2 separate regions of the Mus musculus genome follow, and region 2 is linked to region 1. The links are chromatin contacts, called in public Hi-C maps. All regions are on one chromosome and are shown on one strand. The core of a region is the stretch at or near the end of the contact, and the rest is flanking DNA. Distances in the headings are between cores, read along the strand shown. Region 1 overlaps Cpxm2 (carboxypeptidase X 2 (M14 family)). Region 2 holds the start of Cpxm2 (carboxypeptidase X 2 (M14 family)).

The links. A called contact is a pair of places that touch in the nucleus more often than the background predicts.
Region 2: a Hi-C map of cortical neurons shows a contact between it and region 1, with 2.2 times the contacts expected there. The contact joins the promoter of Cpxm2 here to the enhancer-like site in region 1. A contact is called at or near these places in 1 of 39 promoter capture datasets (hippocampal neurons), 3 of 484 Hi-C or Micro-C datasets (cerebral cortex and cortical neurons) and 2 of 9 other capture datasets (liver and pancreatic islet).

The regions. Positions count from the first base shown.
Region 1 is chr7:132,077,126-132,079,829 of GRCm38.p6, forward strand. Cpxm2 (carboxypeptidase X 2 (M14 family)) reads right to left here. Exons shown (of 14, transcript NM_018867.5): 6 at 1,648-1,798. Among named protein-coding and RNA genes, the nearest start is that of Cpxm2, 76 kb to the right of the region's middle. Within about 2 kb of position 1,321, at least 2 of the 459 cell types and tissues checked have an H3K27ac peak or open chromatin away from gene starts, as enhancers often do. A contact at or near this core is called in cortical neurons, where this site is marked.
Region 2 is chr7:132,153,374-132,156,077 of GRCm38.p6, forward strand. It overlaps Cpxm2 (carboxypeptidase X 2 (M14 family)), which reads right to left and starts at 1,368. Exons shown (of 14, transcript NM_018867.5): 1 at 913-1,368. The coding sequence starts at 1,240.

The DNA.
Region 1 (2,704 bases), core at 71-2,570:
GGTCCTGGATGGGAGGAAAGAAGACAGATCCTCCTTACAGATGCTGACCAAGATTTGTTAGACATAGCTCCTCCCCTTCCTAGAATGCTATCTTAGCTCTCCAAGGTATACCATTCATATCCTAAGCACCATGAGCCCAGACATCTCTGTATAGCAGCAGGCTAGATGTAGGGCTGTAGCATGTTTCCTCACTCTTTGGAGGAAGAGAGTGCTTAGTTAGCTTTCTTATGCAGCTTAGGGAATGGTGCTGCCCACAGTGGGCAAGGCCCTCCTACATCAGTTAACAAGCAAGAAAACAGGCCAACTTCACCTGGGTAACCTCAAAGTGAACACTCTTTTCTGGTGGCTCTGATTGGCTGTCAAAGATAACCAGGACAGGTCCCAATAATTTTGTGATATGAAAAGAAAATTGCAAGCTAGTAAGTACAAACACGTGTAAATCACAAATTTGTGTGTGTGTATGTGTGTGTGTCTGCTATGAGAGTCATTATGTGGACAGACAGAGCTGACTTTCTCAGCCATGGTGGGTACATGATCTAAAAACCTACAGTTGGCAAAGCCAGCTTATGCATATTACAGGACTGCAAGAGAAACAGTCATGTGACATTAAACATGCTTTGAAAGCACAGCAAAGGAAGCTCGTGGCAGAGCTGGGGTGACTACCGAAACAGCAGCAGAGCTGGTGGTGGACTTGTCCTTGGCAGTGCTGAGCAGGCCTGGGGACCCACAGCCCATGATGCTCCAGCTTATTCTATGAGGCTGAGAGTGAGTAGACTCGGGAGAAATCTGGGTGAGGTGAACCATGCTTCTGGTCCTGCTCCTGATAACCTTGGCTGGGGGAAGACAAGAATGTGACATTCCTGCAGGCTCTGACAGATGCTAAGGGGTAGTAGGTTTGGGGCCAGCTGCTTTCCTAGCGCTGTCTGGTGAGGAGGAAGAAGCCCTTCTCATGGGTCTACAGTGACATAAGCCAATACCTTCTGAAAAGCCAGCCTATCGAACCTTTCGGAAGCAGACACTGGCAGCATTAGAAGGTGCATGGGAATTCCCACTTGTATGCAGAAGTTAGACCCAAATGCCACATCACATGACTATCAGGCCATAAGAATAGAAGGAGCTAGCAAGCATTCAGTGAAGACAGGCATCCAAGGGAAGTGCCCCAGACAGCCTCTCAAATGTTCATGGTCAAGTTTCTTCCACCTCCTGCCCTACCTCTGCACTCAATGCAGTAAGCATGCTGAGAACAGCTACATGTCTTGAGGGCAAACATTTCCTATAGCGCTGAGAACTGAACATTTGCATATCCTTCCCCACTAAGTTACATTCCTAGCTGACAGCTAGATGCTTTTTTTTTCTCACTTCTGAGAGACAGCCCCGAGTGATTCGTCAACCTTGACATACATAAACATCATCTTAAAATTACAACAGGCAAAAAACCACACTTGGCAAGACACTCAGTGCCACCAACATTCATGTTTCCAAATTGGGATTATGAAAAGTTGTTTTCCTTTTCTTTTTTGAATAACCTGTAGGTTAACAGTGGATACGGGGAAACGGTGGTGGCTCAGCTTATTTTGATTTATCTTTGGGAGGCAGCTGCCTCTCATTAGGAAACAGCTTTGCAGGAAGTGCAGGGGGCAAACTCACCCGGCAGTGGGCAGCCCAAGATCTCCATCCTCATGCAGATGCTCCCGTTATCAAACCAGGACTGAGGGTTTATGCGAATGTAGCGGGCCACCATGGGGACTGGCAGCTCATTGAGCACAGGAATCTCCTTCTCACTGTTTCCTTCAAATATCTATTGATGCTCAAGGGAAAGAGGAGGCTTTTTAAGATCTTCATTCTCAAAGGCAAGACAGCCAGCAATTCACTCATTCCTTGGGGTCCTATCAAGCAGTACTTATGCATGCTGGGAATGAAGGTAAAAGGAAGACATCACCCCTGTACTCTGCCCCAGGAAGCCCTGTATCTCTCAGCCTATCATGACGGCAAAAAAAAAAAAACAACAAAAAAACAAAAAAACAAAAACAAAAACAAAAACAAAAACTCTATATCTCAGGCTATTACAAGGAAGTAGACCAGCAGTGAGTTTCATAGGTAGAAGAGCAGCTGGCTCTCTTTTGCTAGTGCAAACAGGACTGTCGATGTAAGAATAAGCCAGAAGGTAGAAGGAGGGGGCTGCAGTCAGTGGATAAGATGCTGGATGCTACACTGGAAATAGCACTTGAGAATCTGAATTTGAGAGTAGCAAAAGCCACACACTGAAGCTAATTGTGCAAGGTGGCTAGAAAAGCTGGGGCTCTCGTGAATTACAGCTGCAAGGGTCCCCAGCTGCAGTGTGCTAACTTGAAAACCAGACCAGAGACTACATCTCAAAAGTACTTCCGTTGAAATATGTGCTGGTTTGAGTAGGAATGGCTCCCATAACTCATTATTAAGAGGTGTGGCCTTGGAGGAAGTGTGTCACTGTGGGGGTGGGCTTTGAGGTCTCAGAAGCTTAAGTCACCTCTCTGCTGCTGCCCGAGGATCAAGATGTAGAACTCTCAGCTCCTCCAGCACCATGTCTGCCTGCACAACTCCATGGTTCCCCACCATGACCAAACCTAAACTGTAAGCCAGCCCCAAATAAATATTTTCCTTTATAAGAGTCATCATGGTCATGGTGTCTCTTCACAGCAATAAAACCCTAACTAAGACAGAGTGA
Region 2 (2,704 bases), core at 118-2,617, 76 kb after region 1:
AATTGGGGCTCAAGAGTGTCAGCATCTTCCCTTGCCACCCCGCCTGGTGAATTTAATATTCGTCTAACCAAATGAAAGCCACTTCTGAGTCCAGAGCTCTGTGACCTGGCACGTGATTCCTTTCAGGCAAAGAAACGCAAAGGCCATAGAATTTGGTCACTGTCCTGCTGGCTTCCTGTGATTGAAATAGTGGGAACACAGCTCCTGCACTGAGCAATCACTATCTGAAACAGTTAAGAGAAAGCCCTCTTCACAGGTTTGGGATACAGGCTGGACTAGAAGAAAGTGAGGATGGATTTGAGATTGGCCCAAGGGATGGGTAGAGCATCCCAGGCTGCCAGGCACTCAGAGCTTTCCAGGGCTCCTGTAGTCTGCCCTTTCCAAGAAGGCAGAATCTTGGCTGCTACAGGGACCAAGAGTGATCCAAAGTCTGCAGCTGGGACTGTGCCATTCTGTGCATAGTGGATTTAAGGGCCCCACTGACTGGGGTGGAGGGAGCTGAGAAGGGCACTGTCTGAATAAAGGTCACTGACTGAATCTTGCCAAGGCCATCTGCCAAGTGACACCGGCCGGTCACATGCCCATTGATAAAATCGGTCTGAAAAAAACACTTCTAAAGATTGAATACATAAGCAGAGCAGGAAGAAGCAACAGATGCCTCCTTAGGCTGTGCCAGCGAGCATTGGGACACCGGGCCGCTCCCCAGGCAGCTTCCCAAAGAGCTCCATTCTGTTTCTGCCTGAGGGGGCAGGGAGAGAAAGCTGAACTTAGCTCAGATGTAGTCTCTAGGGAATAACACAGGCACCACAGGACTTTGGCTGGGCTCACTCAAGAAAACATACTGGAAGCCAGGTGTCCCCTGGAGTGCCACGATCGCTGGCGCCCCCTCGGGCTGCCCGATGCAAAAGTTACCTGGTGGAGGCGTCTCTGCAACTAACTTCTCCCTCTTGGGAGCCTTCTTGGGCTTGATGGCCTTCTTGGGAGTTCTGTGGCCCTGCTGGTGCGGCTCCTGCTGTTCCTGCTCCTCCACCCTAAGGTCTTCATGCATTGAAGGCGAGAAGAGCTCCGGCTCCGGCTCAGGCTCCGGATGCCCATAATAGCGCCCGCGCCGCCAGAGCTCCTGGCTGTAATAGTCAGGCTCCTCGAAGGCTGCGCCCTGGGCTCTGACTCCAGCCAGGGCCACCGCCACAAGTGCCAGGGCCAGCGCCAGCGCAGGGCAGGCGGTCCCCAGACGGGCCATGCCCGCTCTGCCCCGCACCCAGGGTAGGATCGGGTCCCCGGGAGCGGCAGGCGGGCTACAAATGACGACTACGGCGCGGGACAGGGGCGCGGGCGCTGCAGCGGGTGCAGATGGTGGGTGGGACAGGCCGGACGGGCGGGGCTGGGCCGGAGTGGGGCGGGCAGGGGCGCGCCCAGGAGAGGCTAGGCGCCGGCCGACCCACCCTCCCTCCTACCCGCCCAGGGCCTCTCCAGCAGGTGTTGAAGGCCACTAGAAGACTGTCACCAGCCTTCCTTGCATTTCTAGGAGGCCGATATTTTGTCCTCCTGGGCACCCCTTCTGCAGAGGTAAGGCATGGTGATCGTGGAGAGAACTATAGGGCTGTGTCTTCCATTCCTTCATTTTGCAGAACAAATCTGATTAAGACTGGCTAAGGTAATAACCAGCAGGCTGCCCTCCAGTCGTTTTGCCCCAGACCGTGGAGGAATCCCGGATTCCCTGGAGGAAGTTCCCTGGGAGCAGGGCCTAAGGGCCTGGGAACCCCTGCTGCCTACCGTCCAGAGTGTGGCTCTGTAGGAGAGAATAGAGCCAGCCGAAGACTACTATCTCACAAGTCACAAGAGGGCATTTGTCTCTTCCAGGAATCCAGGCTTCTCTGGAGAACCCTGGTGTCACCTTCCCTTTGATAAAGTGCCTTCCATCTTTACCCATCATGCCGTAGTTTTTTTTCTTAGTGGAGTGGAAAGAAGCCAGTGGCCCTAGCTTCTCTCTGGGCTCTGCACCAGTATTCTATGGCTCCTCTAACACATTGAGACAGGTTTAAAACAAGAGACTCGCTGACTCACAGGTTAAATGTCAGAGGCAGCAGCACCAAGGTGCGTGTAGTGGTGGCTGAGGGACTCATTTGTGGTGAGAGCTGGGGTTGGGGGTAGCTTTCATAGCCACTCAATGAATCGCTAAAGTCAGGTCCTGGCAGTGACTGTTTTGCAGCTTGCTTGCTGTGCTTTCTAGGGGCTGCCTCGGGTGCCCTGCATCTCAGAGTCAGAATTCACAGGTCAAATCCAAACTGTACCTTCAAATCACCCCTATTTTTTTCTATCTCCATCTAGCGGAGAATATACTCCACATTTAAGAGGCTCTGAGATGATCCAGAATTGGTCCCAACTGTCATCAGTCTACTCTGTACATTTAATTCATAAGTTCTAAAGATCCAGTAGAGTTGCCTCCAAGGGGCCACAGTGTCTGCCAGCCACAAAGACAACTAGTCCTTAAGTCTGTCAGTCTGTCCCTGAGGGCCTGGGATATGACCCAAGAATGCCTCTGAGATGAACCTGGGCATTGGGCTAAGGCCTCTGCATTTAGAGGGGAATCACAGGCCTGAGGCCCCCAATGTCAGATGTTAGCCAGCTCAGCTGTGACTTTTTGCCTCACTCCTATGTCCTCACTGTTGCTATCAGACCACCCAGCCGACCTTTGGATTGCAGT